Regions from separate parts of the Mus musculus genome. Here region 2 is linked to region 1. A link is a contact called in public Hi-C data. All regions are on one chromosome and are shown on one strand. The core of a region is the stretch at or near the end of the contact, and the rest is flanking DNA. Distances in the headings are between cores, read along the strand shown.

Region 1 (6,586 bases), core at 2,549-5,048:
GAAGACACAGTTGCACTGTAGATCCTTGCCCACCATGAACAGGATCTTGTTTCTTATTTCCATCACAGTGAAACAAAACAAAACAAAAAAACCAACCAACCAAAAACCCAACCCAACCAAAAAAAAAAAAAAAAAAAAAAAAAAAACTTAATAAAAGCCACAGAGTCAACTCCTCCTGGGACAAAGAGTCCCAAACTGGTGAGGTTCGTTAACTATAAAACAAATAAGCATTCCTTTATCAACACCATACTGGAACTATTGGAGAGTTGACTTTACTGAGGCCCAGATCCCACCAGACATAAACTTGAGGAAGCAGCAGGATGCTGGTACCCTCAGAGCAGATTTTAGATGGGATGAGAGGTCCCATCAGCATGAGCAGTGAGGAGGAAAGCCTGGTCCTCAGAGTGGAGGGCTCACGTACAAAGCCTTTGCCTCAGGGATAGTGCAATAAACACTAGAGGGGAGCACCCTAAGGCTCATCCCCGGTTCTTAAAGGGGCTTGCTCCTAACTCAGGGTCAGTACTCAACAACTCAGTTAGGTGAGACTAGTCACTCGGCTCAGAAACTGGAAGGCTGCCCACACTGTCCTACTTGGTGTACAGACTCTATACTGACAGGCTACACAGCACAGAACTCTAAGCAGGAAGCACAGTTCACTGGGATGAGGGAGAAGATAAAACACCGCATTTATAAGGTCATTTCCATAAGCCCACTAGCTATAAAACTAAGGGCATTTCCATAAGCCCACTAGCTGTAAAGGTGTGCCAACCCCAAACCCACTAGAATGATGACAAATAAGTTTAAAGACTTAAGAAGTAATTGGGTTATGTCAGGCATTGTGGCCCATGTCTTTAGTTCCTCCTTGGGAGGCAGACAGATCTCTGAGTTGAAGACCAGTCTGGTCTACAGAATGAGTTCTAAGGCACACACACACACACACACACACACACACACACACACACACACACAGAGAGAGAGAGAGAGAGAGAGAGAGAGAGAGAGAGAGAGAGAGAGAGAGAAAGAGAAAGAGAGAGAGAGAGGAGACACTGAATTGACTGTGTTGGCTCACACCTTTAATACCAACACCCAAGAGAAGAGGCAGGCCAATCTGAGGTCAATTTGGTCTACATAGTGAACCGAAGGCCAGACAGAACTACACAGTGAAATTCTGTTTTAAAACAAAAATTCAGAAAGCAAGGCAGGTCAGATAAAGTATCAGCCCTAGTAAACACAAACACACACACACACACACACACACACACACACACACACACCCCAAAGCTTTTCATATGCTTAAGGCGATTAAAAATAGACAACCCCCACCCCCACCCAGTTTGAAGACTGAGGCAGGTTTGAGACTGATTCCTGCAGTGATCGCCTTGGGCTCTCCAGTAGCTCAGCCCATACCCTCAGGTGAAGTCTACTCCAAGCCCTGGGACCATCTTCTCCAGGACTAAGATTCCCATCTTAGTGTGGGTACATTTGCTGGGAAATACAATCTTTCACTCTGTAGACAGACAGGTCTCAGACTTAGAGATCCCACCGCCTCTTGGGTGCTGGAATTAAAGGTCTGCACCACCGTCATTGTCTAGGGGAAATAAAACTTCCGAGGCCCCTGGGCTGTATCTGGAGCCCCGGCCCTGTGGCTCCCAGGCGTTTGCTGGGGAGGCATTTGCAGAGTGGGCTCATCTCTAAGGTTTTAGCAACTTATTCTCCCTGTACAGTGGGATCCTTTCCAAGTTTGTCTCTCACAGAAGGGATCGCAGGACCTGGCAGGAGGTCCACACCACAAGTCAGTACCTGAAGGTCCATTCCAAGTCTTCAGAAGGGGAATTGTGACCTTGGGACCATCTGGATAAACTCCTCAGGACTTCCCTTAGCCAAGACTTAGTCTTTGGGTTAGCAGTAAGGGCCGGATGGGCCCAGAATTTGTAAATTGGAGCCTCAGGATGAGCCGTCATTGTTATGCTAGTGAAGTGCCGGCAGCAGCTTCCTTTCCTCTACCTGCACCTAAGCCCTCCCCCACTCTGACTCTCTAGTCCCTGAGGACCTTGGAATTTCAGCTTTGAAAGTTCTAGTTGGGCAGCTGGGCTTTGCTAAGTCCGTTGGAGTGGTTGATACCCAGGCCCCAGCCTCTCTCTATAAATCTGACACCTCCGAGGAAGTCTTCCAAGTTCTCCCCGACTATTCCGGTTCACACGGCCCAGAGTATTCAAACTGAGTTTTACTCAGGATAGGCGAGAACTTTAGGGATGTTTTACTTTACTCAATAGCATAATGCCTTGAGAGAGGCCCTTCTACTTCTTAGCCTACCCGCCATCCACGTACCTTATCCAGCCAGCCCCTGGGTTTCAATCACTGCTGACCAGTGGAGGGGTTCCGCACATCAGGTGCCCCAAACATCAGGTAACAACTGTGTACCACTCCGCCAAATCTTCACCGAAAAGATGCACAACTGTGGGGCGAGGGGCTGTGTCTTTTAGCCTCTACCCTTAGGGTTCCATTCTTACCGCGACCTGGAGTCCGAATTCATTCACAGGATTAAGTAGAAAACACAATCTTTATTTTGGTAAGAACCTAGGTTTGAGATGGGGATGGGGACAGTAACAGGGGTCGGGGTAGACTGGGAGTCGTTTCTGGAGAAGAGGACTGATAACAAAGCTTTATTGGCGCAAGTCCCCAAGGATGCCCCGCTCGGAGGCTGCACTGCCCAGAATGAACCCCACCGCCAGAGAAACGGTTTGGTCGAAGGAACCTCGTAGATGCTCCACGTGCTGGTTCAGGGTCGACAGCTGGTCGCGCAGAGGGCCCAGAACTGTTGAGATGTCGCCCAAGTGCGTCAAGGTCTGCAGCAACGCGGTATTCAACGACTGGGGAGCAACCTGCGGGGAAGAAGCACGGCCCTGGGAAAGGCCAGGAGGCTCATTCGGGGTCTCCACGTCGTGGTCGGGGGTTGGCGTCGGGGAGGATTCGAAGGTATGGCCCGGCTCAGGAGGCAGAGTGTCGGTGCTCGTAAGAGGAGGAGAGCTGGTAATGCGGTGGGCACCTGCAGACTTCGTCGTGGAAGAACTGAATCTGAGCGCAGGGGCAGGTTCGTCATTTTCCGCAGCCAGCGGCAGCTCGGCCTCTACGAGAGAAACGCGCGGAACGTACGGAATCCCAACTCAGGGCTCCGCCCCTCCCCAGGAGACCCAGACCCTTCTTGCCCACATGGCTGCTCCTACCTTGCTCCACCGGTGCAGGTGCGGGTGCTAACGCGGAGAGGGACGAGCGGCCGCGGCGCTGGGGACGTCCAGGGCCAGTAGAGCGGCGGCGAACCCTCGGCGGCCCATCGTCCCCCAATAGCCCCATGAGTTGGCGGATCTGGTTATCGAAGGGTCCGGACGGCTGGCCCTGGGAGTCTCGGAGTTTGTCCTTGAGGAACTTGTAGCGACGGCGGCACTGAGCGGGCGTGCGCCGAACTTGCTGACGGGCCAGTGCGGCGGACACGCGGCGGTAAGTAGGCAGAGTCTGCCTGCGGTCCAGCAGTAGTGAGCGCCACATGGCCGGCTGCAGCAGCGTGCCCAGAAGTAGCTCCGTCTCTCGGGCACTCCAGGGCGTGCGCTGCGCCGAGTCCGGGGACACGGGAGCCTTGGGCGAGCCGGGTTCAGCCATCCCGCCCGAAGTAGCGAAGGCATCAGACGTAGTCACCGGGACATCCCCGGCCGACCGCAGCTCAGCGTCGGGGCTAGCTGGCGACGGCGGAGAAAAAGCGGGCAACCTCCGGGGACGAAGCAGCATCCCTGAGCCAGGTAGAGGTGCGTGCACTCCAAGGCGTGGCCTCACCAGAGAGGAGGGCTCCTCCAGAGCCGCCCACACACGCTCTAAGGACCCCGCACCGCCCTCTGCGTCTGAACCTGGTCGTTGCGACCCTCCCATCGTCTAGCCGCCCCGCCCCCTCGCCTACCTAGTTCCTCTTGGCCTGTGCCTTGCTTATTCTAGCCCATCCCCTTTCTAGTCCTTTCCTTAGGGACCCAGGACCTGAGAACGGAGTTTTTTTGCCCTGCTACACAAAACAGAACGTGTAAAAATTTTTTTACTAAAAAAAAAAACCCAAAAAACCATTTAGGGCTAGAGAGATGGCTCAGTGGTTAAGAGCACTGACTGCTCTTCCAGAGGTCCTAAGTTCAATTCCCAGCAACCACCTGGTGTTTCACAACCATCTGTAATAGGATCTGATGCCCTCTTCTGGTGTGTCAAAAGACAGCGATGTACTCATATTAAGTACATACATACATACATACATACATCTTTTTAAAATAAGGCTTATTTGTTATTATACCTAAGTACACTGTAGCTGACTTCAAACACACCAGAAGAGGGCGTCAAATCTCATTACGGGTGGTTGTGAGCCACCATGTGGTTGCTGGGATTTGAACTCAGGACCTTCGGTGAGAGCACTCTCTTACCTGCTGAGCCATCTTTCCAGGCCCAAATAAATCATTTTTAAAAAGCATTTAATCAAGGTACAATGTAATAAGATCGAGTGAAGAGGGCAGATGGGAGGAGTCAGCTCGTTTGTTTTTGTTTTTATATTTGTGCTTCGCCCATTAGTTACTACTCATAAACAGCCTGTGAAAAGCTCCAGAAACACAAAACTCTGGCACCTTGTATGGCTAGTGCACCAGAATGTGTTGTTTATCTATGCAAATTGTAGACCCATCCTCTCCATTCTGCTCTGGCTGGGGGCTTTGGAAGATGGATGGATACATGTTGTATCTAGTTGACTCATCTAGCTAGGGAGGCCATTTGGGTGCTAGATTTGATAGCGATCAGCGGCTGCTAAATTGGAATCTTAGTTCACACACACTACAAAAAGGAATCTTTCTATCTATTAACAAAGGGTGACAAAGTATCAACTCTTCCCCTCAAGATTAAGACTAAGAAAACGATATTCAAAGTTCGTCTGAGTGTAGAATTCTTGGCCAATGTAGTCAAGACAAGAAAAAGGAACATCCTAAAAAGATGGCAAGTAAGTCCCTAGTAGCCCTAGTTTTACAGAGATCAGTGAAGTCAAAAGGAGTACCAGTCTGCCATCTTGCTTCTGGGACTGTGGTGGTCTCCTGCTGTGGGACCGAAGACAACAATGTAGCGCAAAGATTAGCGGCTGTTTCTTTAGTGATTTGTGACTAGGGGCTTGAACAAAGACCAAGGACCACTGGCTGTGTTCCTCATGACTGGGGTAGGCCAGGTCATCTCTACTTGCCATTCCAAGCCTAGCTTCCTGGGGACAGTATTCTGAGTTACAGCCTGTTGTTTTCAAGGTGTTTATCACCTGGTTCAAGCCCCCCATGTGATGGGATCTGGTGGCTCTGGGGACAGGCAGCTGGCGATGGTGGGACCTTTTTGTCCATTCAACACACCGTGTGGTCATCTCGAGCTTACTTTCAGTCTAGTGGTCTTAGGGTAGTTAAACTCCATCTGTGCTGGAGGCTTCCCTCAGGTACAGTGCTCAGGACTAAGCTCCAGGCTCAGCACAAGGCCGGGACCTGAGATGTAAGGTTCACTGAGCCTTTTGGGCCACTGGTTGCCCCCCGCCATTTTTAACTCTTTATTATCACCAGGCAGGTAACTCTATTGTCACTATCTTTCCTGTGTCTGGAATGAGTACACAGAGATGTAATCCACTCCCCACCTCCTTCATATCTTCGAGACACTGGAGGCTCAGGAGAGGTCCCAATGGGTGGCCAAGGGAACTGGCCAGCTCTGTCTTGTCTGCAGGCCAATCAGTAGAAACTGGTTGGGGTGGACAGATTACAGTAGGGCAACCGTCTCCTCACCCCTCCACAGTTGGTGCTATAGGGAAATGAGCTGTGGTCATCAGAGTCTTGGTTTTGGAGAGGACAGATGCATTAGAGGTGAGGGTGCCAGACCTGGTCCCTGTGATAAGGAGAGTGAATGTCATGCAGAATGGGGTATGACCTGGAAGTTTGGCTTTCAGTACTAGGCTGAGCTTATTTCCCATTGAAGCACCTGGAGATCCTAGGTGAGGTTCCCTTGCTCAGCCAAGAAAGACGTTAGGCTCAGCGTGGGTTTTGCTTTTGAAATCTACAAAATGGACCGTAGGACAGTAGCTTGGTAGAAATTACTTTATTTAGAAATCTGTACCTTGTGACATCAGGGCGCCATGCAAACAGTGCTGAAGCCAAAAGCCTGTTCACTTTCCCCACGCATTAAGTCAGCACCATTGGAATGCTGGTTTGCGCTGGACACCTCCTGCACTAGATACAAAATCTGAAAATGTAGGCGTTGATCAACAGAACATAATCCTTATAGAAAAGTCCCAAAACAGTAAGTTGCATATGCATGGCCAGGACTCTCAGTCCCGCTTACATCCAGTGTAAGCACGGTCTGGCGTCTCCAGCAAATTCCTGTGAGGAAACACCTCTCAGCATTAAAAGTCCAGCATTTGGTCACAAATCACAGCTTCCTAGAAATACCACTAGCTGCTTCACTACAAAATCCCTACTTCTAAAATACAGAACAGTCTTGGTCCTGTGGCAGGCAGGGCTTGGGTTGTTGCCTAAAGTGTCCGAACGGGAGTTTT
Region 2 (6,586 bases), core at 2,498-4,997, 130 kb before region 1:
ACCACCTGCCGCGGGGCTTGGCTCTAGATGCTGGGCCACAGGTGGCTGGTGAGTGTCGGGAGCCACAAGCAGCTGTGCCCCTCCTCTCTGTCCCTCTTTGCTTGGGCCCCACAGAACAACAGCCGTTCAAACTGGAGGCAAACATCTATGACCTAAAAGGCTTGGGTGCAAGCAGACCAGGGTGGGCACTGCGGCAGCGTCGTAAGAGGAGAGCACGAGCCCCCACCAATGTGCACTTCTGTGTGACGCAGCATGAAAGGGTCCGTGTGAACGTGAGTCTGTGACCTCTAACCCAGCTTTTATGGGTTTTCAAATAAAAATTCGCATCCTCCAATATTTGTCCGTCAGCGTCTTGTTGGTGCATAGACCGTGATCAGAGATACCCGCCCCACCACCCCCGGAGAGCGCTGAAAATGAAAAACAAACTCTCGGGAGACCAAATGACAGAGTGGGATAGAGGGGAGGACCCGTGGATGATGTTAGGAAGTCTTCCCAATTCTAAACCTTTATGACCCCTATCATCTTCCCAGCGGGAACCCCAAAATCCTAGATGGAATCTTCTGGTGTGCTGAGAGAAGGTGAGAGTTGTCCACTCTTGGGATGCGATGTTCTGCCTGACGACGGAGGGCTAGAAATTTGACAGGGAGCGAAAGGCCTGCCTTTGTTGCCATGGGAACCCGAGATGACGTAAACTAGCCCTGGCCGCTGCATCACCCAGGCAACCATAGGCGGAGCTCTTGGGGAGGCAGAGGTCTTTTGTCGTAGAGGCTTGAATGCTTGGGACGACATCGTCTATCCGTTCCGATTTCTTTCCTGGTTCTTTTACCTCCTTGTATTACCTGGCCGGCCGTTTATATTCCTTATAATTTCTGATCCATCTCTATCACAATGCCCAGCGGATGGGCCCTAAGCCGTCCGGTTCCCCTTGGGCTCAGGGCCAACCTTGAGCCAGCTGCCTCACTAGGACCGGATCCACCCCATAAGGAAATTCTTTATTGACACTCCATTAAGGCTGGGCCAGGCACTAGGTCACCTATGCCACGCGTCAAAGGGACCGGGTTCTAAAGGGCCTGCCAGAGATAGGGAGGGTGTGCATGAAGATACTGCTTCCTTCCCTCCTCTTATAGCCACCGCTCCCTCATCCCCTACCCAGCCTTCCTTCTCTACTTTCTTGTCCTGAGAAGTTCTGCACCCAGCTGCCCCTGACGCTGTGTTCCTCAGGCTCTGTCACGTGTAGGTCTGGAGGGCTCCTGGCTTTCTGAGGGAGTCTGTCCAAAATAACCACAACTTTTACCATCCTGGAGGCAAGAAGTCCAAAACCAGATTTCCCCAGAGCTGTGTTTCTGTTGAAACGGTGAGGAGAGGGTCTTCCTTTGCTCCTTCCAGACTCAGCTGTCCTGAGCAGTCTTGGATAACACTGCATCACCCCAGCCTGCCACCATCTGCAGAAAACCTTCCTCTTATGTCCAAATCCTCTTGTAAGGGTGCCCACTGTGGAATAACTCCCCATCTCCCCCCATTCTAGTGTGATCTCATCTTAATTCCACTACAACTGTAAGGGCTGCTTAAACATCTCTTTCACTGACACTTACGAGTTAAAAATTGTGGTCCTTTTTGTGGGGACATCATTCAACCCACAACAACCCTGTTGTCACTTGTGGGCTGCAATTATCTCCCAGTTTTGGCTTCTGTTTCTCCTCTTTGAAGGTCCTCTTTGAAGGTCTTGTCTTTATAGGCAAGGATTCTTAATTTTAACATGAAAAGTCATTTTATTGAGATTTTCCTCTGTGAGTACTGCTGGGGAAATCTTTCTCTTCCTGAGACTGTAAATATGCTTCTGCACTGTCTCTAGAGTGCTCTGTTGTGTCGGTTTTCCCTGTTCATGCACCTAGAACAAATTGCTGTATTCACTTGTGCATTGTGTGTGTGCTCATTATCTGCATTTGAATATGCATGTAGTGACCAGATTAGCTTCACCGTTCCAAGCAGACTTTAATTATTAAGATGCAGGCAGCTTCTCTGCTATTAACTGAGATCTGAATGCATAGAATATGTCAAATGGGTTTCCCTCTGCAAAGCATCAACACCACCAGTGTACACTGCTGTGTTCAGGGCAGATACCCAGCAAGATGGACTTCCTTTGTCCAAACATCTTGTGTCTTTCTGCCTTCAACACAAAAAATTTGATGTTTTAAGTTCATAAACAAATTTGTTGGAATTTTGATTGAGAGTTGTTGATTCTATAAATACTGTCAGAGATGTTAGAGCATAAAGACCTCCAAAATCTGCACGATAGTCTTCTTTACCTGACGGAGGATTCAGATGTGCCTTGCTCCCCTCGCCAATATTTCATGGCCTTCCATATGGAGCAACTGCCCATCATCTCTGTCCTGGGGCTTGAAATTATTTAAATGAAATCTTAGCTGGCTCACATCTGGGGAGGCTGAGGCAAGAGAATATTGAGTTCAAGGCCAGCCTTGGACTGTATAGGGCTATAGAGTGAAACCCAACATTATTTTAAAACAAAACAAAACAAAACAAAACACACCCCCAAAAACCAAATGAACAAAAAAAAACAGGGGCTGGAGAGTAGTCTCAGAGGTAGAGAGCAGAGGGGACCTAAGTTGTATTCCAAGCACCCGCATCAGGCAGCTCCCAATTCCTTATAGCCTCGGCTCAGGGATGTGATGCCCTGGCTTCTGAAGGCAACTGCACATACAGACGCAAATAAAACTCCATTTCCCGGGGCAGCAGCGCCCTCTTCTGACCTGTGCAAGTAAGCACAGACATGCATTTATGGAAAACAGTAAATAAATTACACACATAGTTAAAAGTATCAAAATAAACATTTGCCACTGACATATAGAAATACATCTGCTTTCTATAAACTCAAATTTAACTGGACTTTTTCATTTTAAAATTTTTTGTATGTATTAGTGTTTTACATATGTGTATGTGTGTACACCTCATGTATTTCCGGTGCCCCTGAAGAAGAGGCCATTGGACTCCCTGGAACTGGAGTTTCAGATCTGTGAGCGGCTGTGTGGGTGCTAGATATTGATGTGGAAGAAAAAAAATCAGTTCTTATAACCACTGAATTATTTCTCCCATCCCTTAAATATTGTATTGCTCTTATGTATTGTGTGTGAGTAAAATTATGTCACGTTGCACATGTGGAGGTCAGAGCACACCTTGCAGAAGGCGGTTTTCTCGGTCCACCATGGGAGTCCTGGGGACTGAACTCAGATTGCCCGGCTTGGCAGCCAGTCACCCACTGAGCCATCTCGCTGACCCTGGAGTCTTTCAATGTTTACACACACACACACACACACACACACACACACACACGGGATTTGCTTTTGCATTTAAACACAACAGCGATTTCGTCCATGAATAATCAGGACTAGGTTCCAACCCCCTGGCCTGGTTTCTTTGCCCCTGTGCAACTGTGCTGACTGAGCACTCAGGACCATCGTTTCTGGAACTTCACTGGCTGTCTTAGTCAGTTCTGATGCTGTGAAGAGACACCATAACCGAGGAAACTCTTATATTAAAAAGGCATTCAAGTGAAGGCTTGATTACAGATTCAGAGGTTTGGTGCATTATCCAAGGAATGCCGCACTGCTGGAGAAGTAGCCCGGAGCTACATCCTGATCCAACCATAGAGAAACCCTCTGCTAGGCGTGGGCTTTTGAAACCTCCAAGTCCACACCCAAGGACACACTTCCTCCAACAAGGCCACACCTCCTAATTCTTCTAAGTATTTTTTTTTTTCTTTAAGTAGTGACACTCCCTGGTGACTAAGCATTCAAATACATGAGCCTAAGGGGCCATGTGTATTTACGAAAACCACCAGACCAGACAAGGCCATCTGTATTTCTGTGGTCTCAAAAACAGAAAACCCAAATTCAAGTTTGTGTTATGATGCACACCTGTAATCCCGGACTCCGGAGTCTGAGGCACGAAGATCCGGAGTTTAAGACCAGCCTGAGCTATAATGAGAGCCTGTCTCAAACGACAAACCACAACAAACAAACAAACAAACCAAAACAACAAGACTTACACTCAATAAATTTGTTGGAATTTAAGAATATCCTTCTTCCTCTGCCCTCAGTGTGCAAGCACATTTTTAAAATTGTAAGTGAACTTCAAGTCTTCCCAAATATATTTTTGACTCCTGCTAAAATTGCCTAGATAATTTTCTTCTTTATGCTGTTAATGTAAAAAGGAGATAGCTTTTCTTATTTTTATATTTATTTAGGTTTTTTTTTTCAAGACAGGATTTCTCTGTGACAGCTTTGGCTGTCCACAACTCACTTTATAGACCAGGCAGGCCTTAAACTCAGAGATCCACCTGCCTCTGCCTTCCTGAGTGCTGAGATTAAAGGTGTTCGCTGGCTAGTTTTTCTTATTTTTTTAAATATTTTATTTTATTTTTCTTATTTGTATAGGCATTTTGCCTGAGTGTATGTCTGAGTACCGCATGCATGCCTGATGCTTGTGGAGGTCAGAAGAGGGAGACAGAGACCCTCCAACTGGAATTATGGGTCATTGTGAGTCACTATGTAGATGCTAGGAACTGAACCCGGGTCCTCTGTCAAATCAGCAAATGCTTTTAACTGCTGAGCCATCTTGTCAATCCCTTCTTATTTTGTTTAATTTAGATTTATTTTATGTGTCAGAACGGATGTTTTGTCTGTGATGTGTGTTTTATAAAACGGCAGTGTGAGGGGGGTGCCTTGGTGGCCAGTGCCAAGGCAACCCCCTGAGAAATCAAGCCATGCCATATAAAAAGGAATTTATTTGGGACCTGGAGGAAGGGGTAGAGAGAGGGGGACAAAGAACAACAGAGAGGGGAGAGAGAAAGAGAGGAAGAGGGGGAGGAGAGGAAGCAAGCCAGGTAGGAGCCTGGCTGTTACTAGGTAACTGTTGGGCAGAGCCTAGGGAAAATGCTAACAACCTGGTAACTATGTATGTAACCACTTGTGTATCTGATGTCTGCAGGGGTCAGAAGAGACTTGTCAGGTCCTCAGAACTGGCTTTATAGACCATTTTTGAGCCACCATATTGGTGCTGGGAACTGAACTCAAGTCCTCTACAAGAACAAGTGCTCTTAGCTGCTGAACTATCTCTCCAGTGCCTGCCCCCCAGGCACCTTTTGTGTGTGCGTATGTGTTTGTGTGTCTGTGTATGTGATGTGTGCCTGTGTGTTCAGGTACACTCACCTGTGTGTGCATAGGTCATTTTACTTTTTTCCTCGATCACTCTCTGCCTTACTTTGAGAGAGTCTCTCACTGAACTTCAACCTCTGCATTTCAGCTATGCTGGCTAGGTAGCTATTGAGCCACCAAATTCCACACATCTCTGCCCATTTCCTCCCAACACTGGGATTATAGATGCCAGCCACTGGCCCAGCTTCTGTGTGGGCACTGGGGATCTGAGCCAGGTCTCCATGCTTGCATAGCAAGCACTTTACCAACTGAGCCACCATCTCCCCAGCCCCATGGAACTGCTTACCAAATTCCGCACCCGCAATACACACAACCTCCGTGATCTTTTTATATTTTGCTGATCTCAGCCTGCTCAAGTTTCACCACAGGTCTCTACTGTCTGGGATTGAGGGGGGGAAGGGGCGGGGGGGGCGGGGAGACTGACTTGTAAGTCCTCCTTCTGAATGTGCTTGGGAGCTGGGAGGGAGGAAGAAGGGGTTGGCCTCAGGAGTTGATGAGAGCTTCTTTGTTCTTTCTCTGGAATTTCACAATACGTTTACAGTATTTCCTTTTAAAGATGGTTATACTGGGGGCTGGAGAGATGGGTCAGCGGTTAAGAACACTGACTACTCTTCTAGAGGACCTGAGTTCGATTCCCAGCAACCACATGATTGATGGCTCACAACCATCTGTCATGGGATCTGATGCCCTCTTCTGGTTGTCTGAAGACAGCGACAGTGTACTCACATATATAAAATAAATAAATCTTTAAAAAAAAAACCATACGTTATTATATTGGGCCCAGTGTTGCCCAAGGGGGGGGGCATCTTGTGGAGGAAATGGGGAGAGGGATTTGTAAAAGTGGGCCTGGGAAGAGGGGAAGGAGTGGGCTGTGATGTGAATAAAGCGATGTGTATAAAGTGATTAAAAAATAAAAATATGGGGGCTGGAGAGATGGCTCAGAGGTTAAGAGCACTGACTGCTCTTCTGAAGGTCCTGAGTTCAAACCCCAGCAACCACATGGTGGCTCACAACTACCCGTAATGAGATCTGACGCCCTCTTCTGGAGAGTCTGAAGACAGCTACAGTGTACTTATATATAATAAATAAATCTTAAAAAAATAATATTAAAATATATGGTTATATTGGTATGATGTCTGGGACTGGAGTTCTATATGAGGGGAGGTTGTTTTGTGATATTTTATTCTATTTTTTGAAGAAGGGTCTCACTGTGCAACACTAGTGGTTGTAACTCACTGTAGAGCAGACTGGCCTTGAACTCAGAGATCTGCCTGTCTCTGCTTCCCAAGTGCTAGGATTAAAAGCAAGCATCACCACATACAGTCTCAAGAGGGTTTTTCATCTGTCAGCTTAGA

The links. A called contact is a pair of places that touch in the nucleus more often than the background predicts.
Region 2: a Hi-C map of bone marrow-derived macrophages shows a contact between it and region 1, with 31 read pairs. The contact joins the enhancer-like site here to the promoter of Utf1 in region 1. A contact is called at or near these places in 14 of 39 promoter capture datasets (the 3T3-L1 cell line, the HPC-7 cell line, HPC-7-derived erythroid cells and 9 more), 1 of 15 datasets of contacts at CTCF or cohesin (the NIH/3T3 cell line), 10 of 484 Hi-C or Micro-C datasets (CD8 T cells, the N1E-115 cell line, bone marrow-derived macrophages and 5 more), 17 of 115 datasets of contacts at active chromatin or transcription factors (the NIH/3T3 cell line, bone marrow-derived dendritic cells, bone marrow-derived macrophages and 9 more) and 3 of 9 other capture datasets (adipose tissue, liver and pancreatic islet).

What each region holds. Positions count from the first base shown.
Region 1 is chr7:139,941,068-139,947,653 of GRCm38.p6, reverse strand. It overlaps Utf1 (undifferentiated embryonic cell transcription factor 1), which reads right to left and starts at 3,798. Exons shown (of 2, transcript NM_009482.2): 1 at 3,225-3,798; 2 at 2,542-3,127. The coding sequence starts at 3,780. The coding sequence ends at 2,664. It overlaps Kndc1 (kinase non-catalytic C-lobe domain (KIND) containing 1), which reads right to left. Exons shown (of 31, transcript NM_177261.4): 31 at 6,114-6,586.
Region 2 is chr7:140,075,067-140,081,652 of GRCm38.p6, reverse strand. The region is part of intron 1 of Caly (calcyon neuron-specific vesicular protein); the gene reads left to right. Among named protein-coding and RNA genes, the nearest start is that of Caly, 4.2 kb to the left of the region's middle. Within about 2 kb of position 3,747, at least 23 of the 459 cell types and tissues checked have an H3K27ac peak or open chromatin away from gene starts, as enhancers often do. A contact at or near this core is called in bone marrow-derived macrophages, embryonic stem cells, pancreatic cancer cells and 1 more, where this site is marked.